Linked DNA regions of Mus musculus: region 1 is linked to region 2. Evidence: chromatin contacts called from public promoter capture Hi-C data. All regions are on one chromosome and are shown on one strand. Each heading gives the region's core, a stretch centred on a gene start, on an enhancer-like site or on the middle of the called end of the contact. The rest is flanking DNA. Distances are from core to core; before and after follow the strand shown.

Evidence for each region. Capture Hi-C pulls out chosen DNA fragments and counts their contacts.
Region 1: a contact with region 2 is called in a promoter capture Hi-C map of pancreatic islet. The contact joins two enhancer-like sites. A contact is called at or near these places in 1 of 484 Hi-C or Micro-C datasets (nephron progenitors), 1 of 115 datasets of contacts at active chromatin or transcription factors (memory CD8 T cells) and 3 of 9 other capture datasets (adipose tissue, liver and pancreatic islet).

What each region holds. Positions count from the first base shown.
Region 1 is chr5:134,505,318-134,508,828 of GRCm38.p6, forward strand. The region is part of intron 8 of Clip2 (CAP-GLY domain containing linker protein 2); the gene reads right to left. Among named protein-coding and RNA genes, the nearest start is that of Clip2, 45 kb to the right of the region's middle. Within about 2 kb of position 2,219, at least 50 of the 459 cell types and tissues checked have an H3K27ac peak or open chromatin away from gene starts, as enhancers often do. A contact at or near this core is called in pancreatic islet, where this site is marked.
Region 2 is chr5:134,293,494-134,297,239 of GRCm38.p6, forward strand. It overlaps Gtf2i (general transcription factor II I), which reads right to left. Exons shown (of 34, transcript NM_010365.4): 2 at 2,017-2,120; 3 at 254-392. The coding sequence starts at 2,115. Among named protein-coding and RNA genes, the nearest start is that of Gtf2i, 19 kb to the right of the region's middle. Within about 2 kb of position 1,953, at least 48 of the 459 cell types and tissues checked have an H3K27ac peak or open chromatin away from gene starts, as enhancers often do. A contact at or near this core is called in pancreatic islet, where this site is marked.

The DNA of each region.
Region 1 (3,511 bases), core at 969-3,468, 210 kb after region 2:
CCCCTTCTACCATGTGGGTCCTGGGGGTCAGATTCTGGGTGTCAGGTTTGGTAGCAAGATTCTTTTCCTGCTGAGCCATCTCACAGGACCCTTCTTTTTATAGTCACCTCCTGAGTGCTAGGATTTAGGGTGTGCACTACGACATCTGTTTTCTTTTTGGGGTCTTCAAACAGAGTTTTGCTATACAGCCAAGGTTGTCCTAAAACTCACTGTGTATCCCAGTCTGGCCTTTGAACCTGTAATCCTGACTCTGGACTTTGGTTTAGTTTTATGAGACAGGGACTCACTATGTTGCTAAGGCTGACCCCCCACTCCCCAAGTATGAAGACCGTACCATGCCCAGGTTAGCCTGGAACTCAGTGTGTAACCCAGGATGCCCTTGAACCTGCAATTCTTCTGCCTCAGCCTCCCTAGCACTGGGATGACAGGTATGTGCCACCATGCCTGGCTAACTCAAAACACACACCATCTTGATTCTCCTCAGGCAGGCCTGCTGGGTGGGGACTGGGCAAATGCCCATTGCCCTTCCCAGAGCCTAGCTTGATTCGACATCCCTCCCCTCTCCTCACCCTGCCCAGATTCTGCAGAGGACGCCTGGTCTCTGGAAGGACAAGGGTACCTTTGTCCCCTCTTTACAACACCCGTTTCATTCGAGAACAAAGCATGACATTCTCTGGGTGGCACAGGGCTGGCATTTGGAGGGCTCATGATGGATCTCTGCATGTAAGCAGGGACGCGCAGAGGACACACACCCTGGGGGACTCTAGGGGACCAGACTGGAAACTAGGTTTGTCTCCAGAGAGAGGGGAGGGTACTGCTCACCCTTAGAGAAACACAGGTTAAAGCGATCACCCCCCACCCCAACACACACACAACCCTGCAGCAAGTCCTGAAGGGGGTGGGCGGGGCTTAGACGGCAGGGCTAATACACTCAGATGCCAGCAAGAAGTGGCAGCCATGGAGACTGAAAGATTGGAGCCCAGGCACCTAATGGCAGCCAGTCAGCAGAGGAAGATCGACAGGGACGCTTAATGAGCAATGATGAGTTTAGTCATGAAGACAGTAGAAGACAGGGTGACCCAGCCCCAAGGGACCAACTATTATGTTTGGGACAGGGTTTGGGCTTTCAATTTTGACTTTGTGTGTTCATATGCATGTGGAGAGCAGAGGTGGATGTCAGGTAATTGTGTGTGTGTGTGTGTGTCTCTCTGTGTGTGTGTGTGTGTGTGTGTGTGTGTGTCTGTGTGTGTCTATGTTGAGGGGTCCAGGGGAGGTGCTCAGGACAGGGTTTCTCTGTATAGTTCTGGCTGTCCTGGAACTCACCAGGTTACAGACCAGGCTGGCCTCGAACTCACAGAAAGAGAGAAAGAGAAACCTTCTTGCCTTTGCCTCCAAGTGCTGGGATTAAAGGCATGCATCACCCTAGTCTATGTCAGACCTTAATCACACTCCACTGAATTATGCCAACTGGCCAATCTCAGCAACAAGGTTAGACCTGTGCCATGCCAATTTTTGTTTTTGTTTCTTCAGGCAGGGTTTCTCTGTGTAGCCCTGGCTGTCCTGAAACTCATTCTGTAGACCAGGCTGGCCTCACACCCAGAAATCCGCCTGCCTCTGCCTCCCTAGTACTGGGATTAAAGGTGTGTGCCACCATGCCTGGCTGCTGTGCCCATTTTTAATGAGAGTGCTAGGAATCCAAACTCAGGCTCTGTATTGATGAGCCTCATCGTGGCCCCCTAACTGGGGAGTTCTAGCCATGTGATCAGCCGAGTCATGTCCCCAGGCCCCCCAGTTTGAGTTTCTGGGTAAGTCTTCTGCTGCTGAGCCACATCCCCCGGACCTTGGTTTTAACTTATACGTTTTTAGATTTATGTATTTATTTTATGTGTGCAAATGTATTTCCTGCACATATGTATAAACCATGTATGTTTTGAGGCCATGAGCTTGGAGGCCAGAAAACAATCCGATCCCTTGAAACTGAAGTTACAGATGGTGAAGTACCTCTCGGGTGCTGGGAGAACCCTCAGGTCCTCCATGAGGGCAGCAAGTGCTCTTAGCCGCGGGCAACCTCCCGGGTCCCAGTTTTCACTTTTTAAAAGATTTGTTTTTACTTGTGCAAGCATGCCCGCGTTTCCATGGGTGTGTGTGCAGGTGCCGGTTGGGGTCAGCAGAGGGCACTACAACCCTTGTAGCTGGAGATCTAGGAGGTTGTGAGCCATCTGGAACTCGAATGCCACGTTCTCGGAAGTGTAGTGAGTATTCTTAGCCACTGAGCCATCCCTATAGCCTCCTGCTTTGTCTTTTAAGATGGTTGGGGGAAACAGGCAAGGTGGCTTCAAGCCTGGAATCCTAGCACCTACAGGCTGAGGCAGGAGAATTCTGAGGTCCAGGCCAGCCCGTGTAGTATCAAACAACGCAACCACAACCAAATGTGGGGCAGGGATTAAGTTAATGTTACCTCAATTCACATTCTGATTGCTCTGAATATGGTCACAATTTAGTCTTTAGAATCAAAAATAAAAATATAAACACAGGATGTGATAGTCTTTCTGGCTACACTGGCCATGTGACACTATTTGTCTTGTTCTGTCCCTTGCCTCAATGCCTGCCAGCCTATTGGCAGCCCTGGGACCAACCAGGTTCTCTCCGGGGGATAGCTTGGGTGGTAGCAATCTGGCAGGCTGGAATAAGGAGGAGATGTAGTAAAAGATACAGACAGGTGGCAGACAGACAGGCTGACCCAGAGTCGCCAAGGGTCTGTGAGCACCTGACACCACCCTGACTCCAGTCCCTTGAACTGCCGGCCAGGGGTGTGCATGTGTGCATTTCCCTACAACCGATCGTTGCTAAGATCTGTTGATGGGAGCAGGTGCAGAGGGCTTAGCTCTGGCAGCCCCCCTCTCCCCTCAAGCCCACCCATCTGTCCCCTACAGGGGGACTGCTGTCCTTCAGATAAGCCAGACATAACCACCTGTGCTGTCCCTCTGGCTGTAACAAAACCACAAATCACAACAGCTTCAGGCTGGGGAAGGATACCTGGCTTTTTCCCTCCCTCCCTCCCTCCCTCCCTCCCTCCCTCCCTCCCTCCCTCCCTCCTTCCCTTCCTTCCTTCCTTCCCTCCTTCCCTTCCTCCCTCACTCCCTCTTTTCTCCCTCCCTCCCTCCCTCCCTCCCTCCCTCTTTCTTTCCTTCCTTCCTTCCTTCCTTCCTTCCCTCCCTCTCTCCCTCTTTCCTTCCTCCCTCCCTTCCTTCCTTCCTTTTTTGGAGTCTCATTTATTCCAGACTAGCCTCAAACTCACTGCATAGCCAAGGCTGGCCTTGAACTCCTGATCCTCCTGCTTTTGTTTCCTGAGGTCTGGGGTTACAGGAGTGCACCCCATGTCCAGCTTTCATTGTCAGCTAACCAGACTAGCCTTGAATTTGCCACGTAGCCAAGGATGACCTCAATTTCGAGCCCCCGGCCTCCACCTCCCCACGGTGGCGTTACCAGCTGAACCCGGAGCGTCACACAT
Region 2 (3,746 bases), core at 703-3,202:
TTGTGTCCTCACAGACAGCCCCCACCAGCACCCAGCTCACACCTCCTCCTACATGACCAAGTCAGTGACTTGTCTTGACCCACTTCCCCACTCCCACAAATACACACGTCACATCCTCTGTCTTTTTCAGGTGTAATTCATTCTTAGGAAGCTTGAGATGCCGTATCTAAAAATAATTGTATTTAAAATTTGCAAACTACAAAAATAAAATAAAATAAAATAAAATAAATAACAATAAAAACACTGCACTTACAATACTTCACAAAGTCTTTTTGGAAATCTTTTCTGGTATTGACAAAAGCACGCCCTCTTTCGGTTCCAACAACAAACACGTCGGTCTCATACACAGCAATGCAGGCCACCTCAGCCTTGGACTTGGCCAGCTCTTTACACTGAAACAAAACCAGACAACATTACACTATGTATAGCGATTTAAAAGCACTGATTCTTTCTAGATAAATCTAAAAACCTAACACTTAAAAAGTGTCTTAATGCCGGGCGTGGTGGCGCACGCCTTTAATCCCAGCCCTCGGGAGGCAGAGGCAGGCGGACTTCTGAGTTTGAGGCCAGCCTGGTCTACAGAGTGAGTTCCAGGACAGCCAGGGCTACACAGAGAAACCCTGTCTCGAAAAACCAAAAAAAAAAAAAAGCGTCTTAATATATAATCAGGACGCAAGTGTCATTCACATCTTTTTGGGTTTTTTTGTTTGTTTGTTTTTTGAGACAGGGTTTCTCTGTGTAGCCCTGGCTGTCCTGGAACTCACTTTGTAGAACAGGCTGGCCTCGAACTCAGAAATCCGCCTGCCTCTGCCTCTCTGCCTCTCTCTCTGCCTCTCTGCCTCTGCCTCCCGAGTGCTGGGATTAAAGGCGTGTTTCTGTACCAGTGATGACAGATTTTTTTTTTGGTCATTTACATCTTTAAATTAAGTGAAAGTAGATGCTGTACCTAGTTCTAAAGGGGCTGGGGGGTCAAACAAAATCAAAACAACAAAAACAACGTACAGGAAGAATGAAAGTGCTGGGCGGTAGTGGTGCACGCCTTTAATCCCAGCACTCAGGAGGCAGAGGCAGGAGGATTTCTGAGTTCAAGGCCAGCCTGGTCTACAAAGTGAGTTCCAGGACAGCCGGGGCTATACAGAGAAACCCTGTCTCAAAAAAACAAAACAAACAAACAAAAAAAAAAAACCAAAAAACAAAAAAAAAGAATGAAAGCAAGAACATACACACAAGGTAAGATTCCTCAAGATACAAACTCAGATTTGCAGACGTGCACTTTGTGAGGCCTTAGGGAGGGCAGCGTCCCAAGGGTCAGCCGCCTCTGCTGCCAGGAAGAGCTGGCAGGGGAGGGGTGCTGTATCGGGGAAGTCTGAAACTGTAGTCGTAGTGAGGCACTGCTAGGTGGTCTAGGAGCCCGAGGAACTAGTGCCACCACCTGAGAGCAGATCTGAAGCCCACTCATAAGGCAATTCCATGCCTAAGTGTTTGGCTTCTTTGGAGTTTTTTTTTTTTTTTTTTGGTATATTAAGACAGGGTCTCATTATATAGCCCAAAGTGTGCTAGAATACTAAAAAGACCCTCCTACCTCTGACTGACTTTACGAAAGCTTTCTGATGGAATTAAACCTCCTGAAGAACCTGAGGGCTGGGGATGTGCAGGGTGCAGAGCACAATGCTGGACCACGCCTGGCCTGAGTCCCAGCACAGAGACGTTCTATGAAACCTGGTTGGAAAGTATTGACTCCAAAGCTGAAACCTTGGGACTGCGAGGATGCAGCTCAGTTACAAGAGTGCTTGCCTGCTGTAATCCTAACATTTTGGAGACCGAGACAAAAAGGATCAGACAGTGCAGGTCAGATGGCCTCAAAATAATAATAGGCCCCAGGGAGACAGTGGTAGAGCGCTGGCCTACCACACGAGACACAGCGATGGCTCAATCCCAGCATCTAAGAAAGGAGTAATAATTAATCCGTTTAGTTACTGTTTCACAGAAACCACTGGCAGAGCCACAGAATCTCACCATGGACTCCAGGGCAGACATGAGGAAGGTCACCACCATCCTGCTCTCTGAAGACTCTTCATCTTCGGCAGGCAAGGCAGACATCACTACTTGGGCCATGATTCCTGCACGAGGAAAACACAGGGAGGTGAATGTAGAAGACCCACCATGGCCAGTGCTCTATGCGTCCCGGCCCACGTCATTTATAGTTTCATAGCTTTCTTTAAGATATGTGCTCAACTTCCCGTGGCGTGTCATTTCTGTAAAATTAGCTCAGCATCACACCCCAACTAAACCCAGATGGCACCCAGACCCAGTGACATCCTCTCCAGGGAGAGCAGCCACACTTCGTGATCCAATTCACAGGCAAGCCACAAACTTCTGCCTCTCCCCTGTGTGCACCCACAGAAAGAGCAGGTGGCGTTACTGTGGCCGAGCCAAGCTTCTTCTCTAAGGAAGAGGCTGCAGGGCCCTGGGTAGTACCTATGAATCCTAACACACACTCTCTTCAGGCATAGTTTTTGGTTCTATGGTATCAACAAGACGGCACATAGGAATTTCAAACAACAAAAACGTAAGATAGTAACAGCTAGAAAAGATGTGGAGAGAATTGGAAAGCTTCAAACTGCTGCACTGCTGCTTTGGATAATTCCTTAAAACAAAATTAAACTCAAAAGAGAATTATGCAGTCCAGCCACTGCACTTCTGGGACTGCAATATGATTTGTGCTCTCAGATTCATGGCATTCTAACAGTCTAACGGTGGCCGGAATTAGCAAAATGTGAGCTATGCATGTAATGAACATCACTGCGTCTTTACAAGCAGGACATTGGGCTGGAGACGTGGCTCTGCTGCGAGAGTGCTTTCCTGACCAGAATGAAGGCCTGGGTTCCAGCCCGTCTTGTGCACACCTGTGGTCCCACCACTAAGAGGCAGGGGCAGGAGGTTCAATGACATCCTTGGACAATGTAAACGCAAGGCCTGTCTGGGCTAATGACACTGTCTCCAAAAGGAAAAAGAGGAAGGAGTGTCTCATCTGTAGTGGTCTGACTGCAAATGGCCCCCAATGGCTCTTACATTTGAATGCTTGGTCCCCAGTGGATGGAACTGTTTGAGGAGGAGGAGGAGGTGTGGCCTTGCTGGAGATGTCATTGGGGGTAGGCTTTGAGATTTCAAAAGCCCAAGCCATTCTCAACTAGCTAGCTCTCTCTGCCTCATGCCTGTGGAGCAAGTGCAAATTGCCAGCTCCAGCACCCCATACCCTGCCCGCCCGCCTGCCCACCCACCTGCCGGCATGCTCCCTGCCATGATGGTCATGCACTCTAAACCTCTGGAACTGTTAGCCCCAAATTAAATGCTTTCCTTTATAAGCTGCCTCGGTGCTTTTCATAGCCATCGAGACGTAACTAAGACATCACGCATGCTGTAATACTTGGGAGTACTGCAAATGAAAGAACCACCGCGGAAGGGCAAAGCCCACGTGACTCTAGTCCCGGGGCACGCCTGGAAGGCTCAAATCCAGAGACTAAAGTAGAATGGCTGCAAAGTGGGAGCAGAGGGGAGAGGCTGACAGAAAGGAATAAAACTCAGGTGGCTTTAATACCACTGGCAGGCAGAGGCAGAGGCAAAGGCAAATTAGATCTCGGAGTTCGAGGCCGACCTGTTCTACAGAGTGAGTTCCAGGACAGCTAGGGCTACACAGAGAAATCCTGTCTCCAACCAACCAACCAACCTCAAACAAAACACCCTCA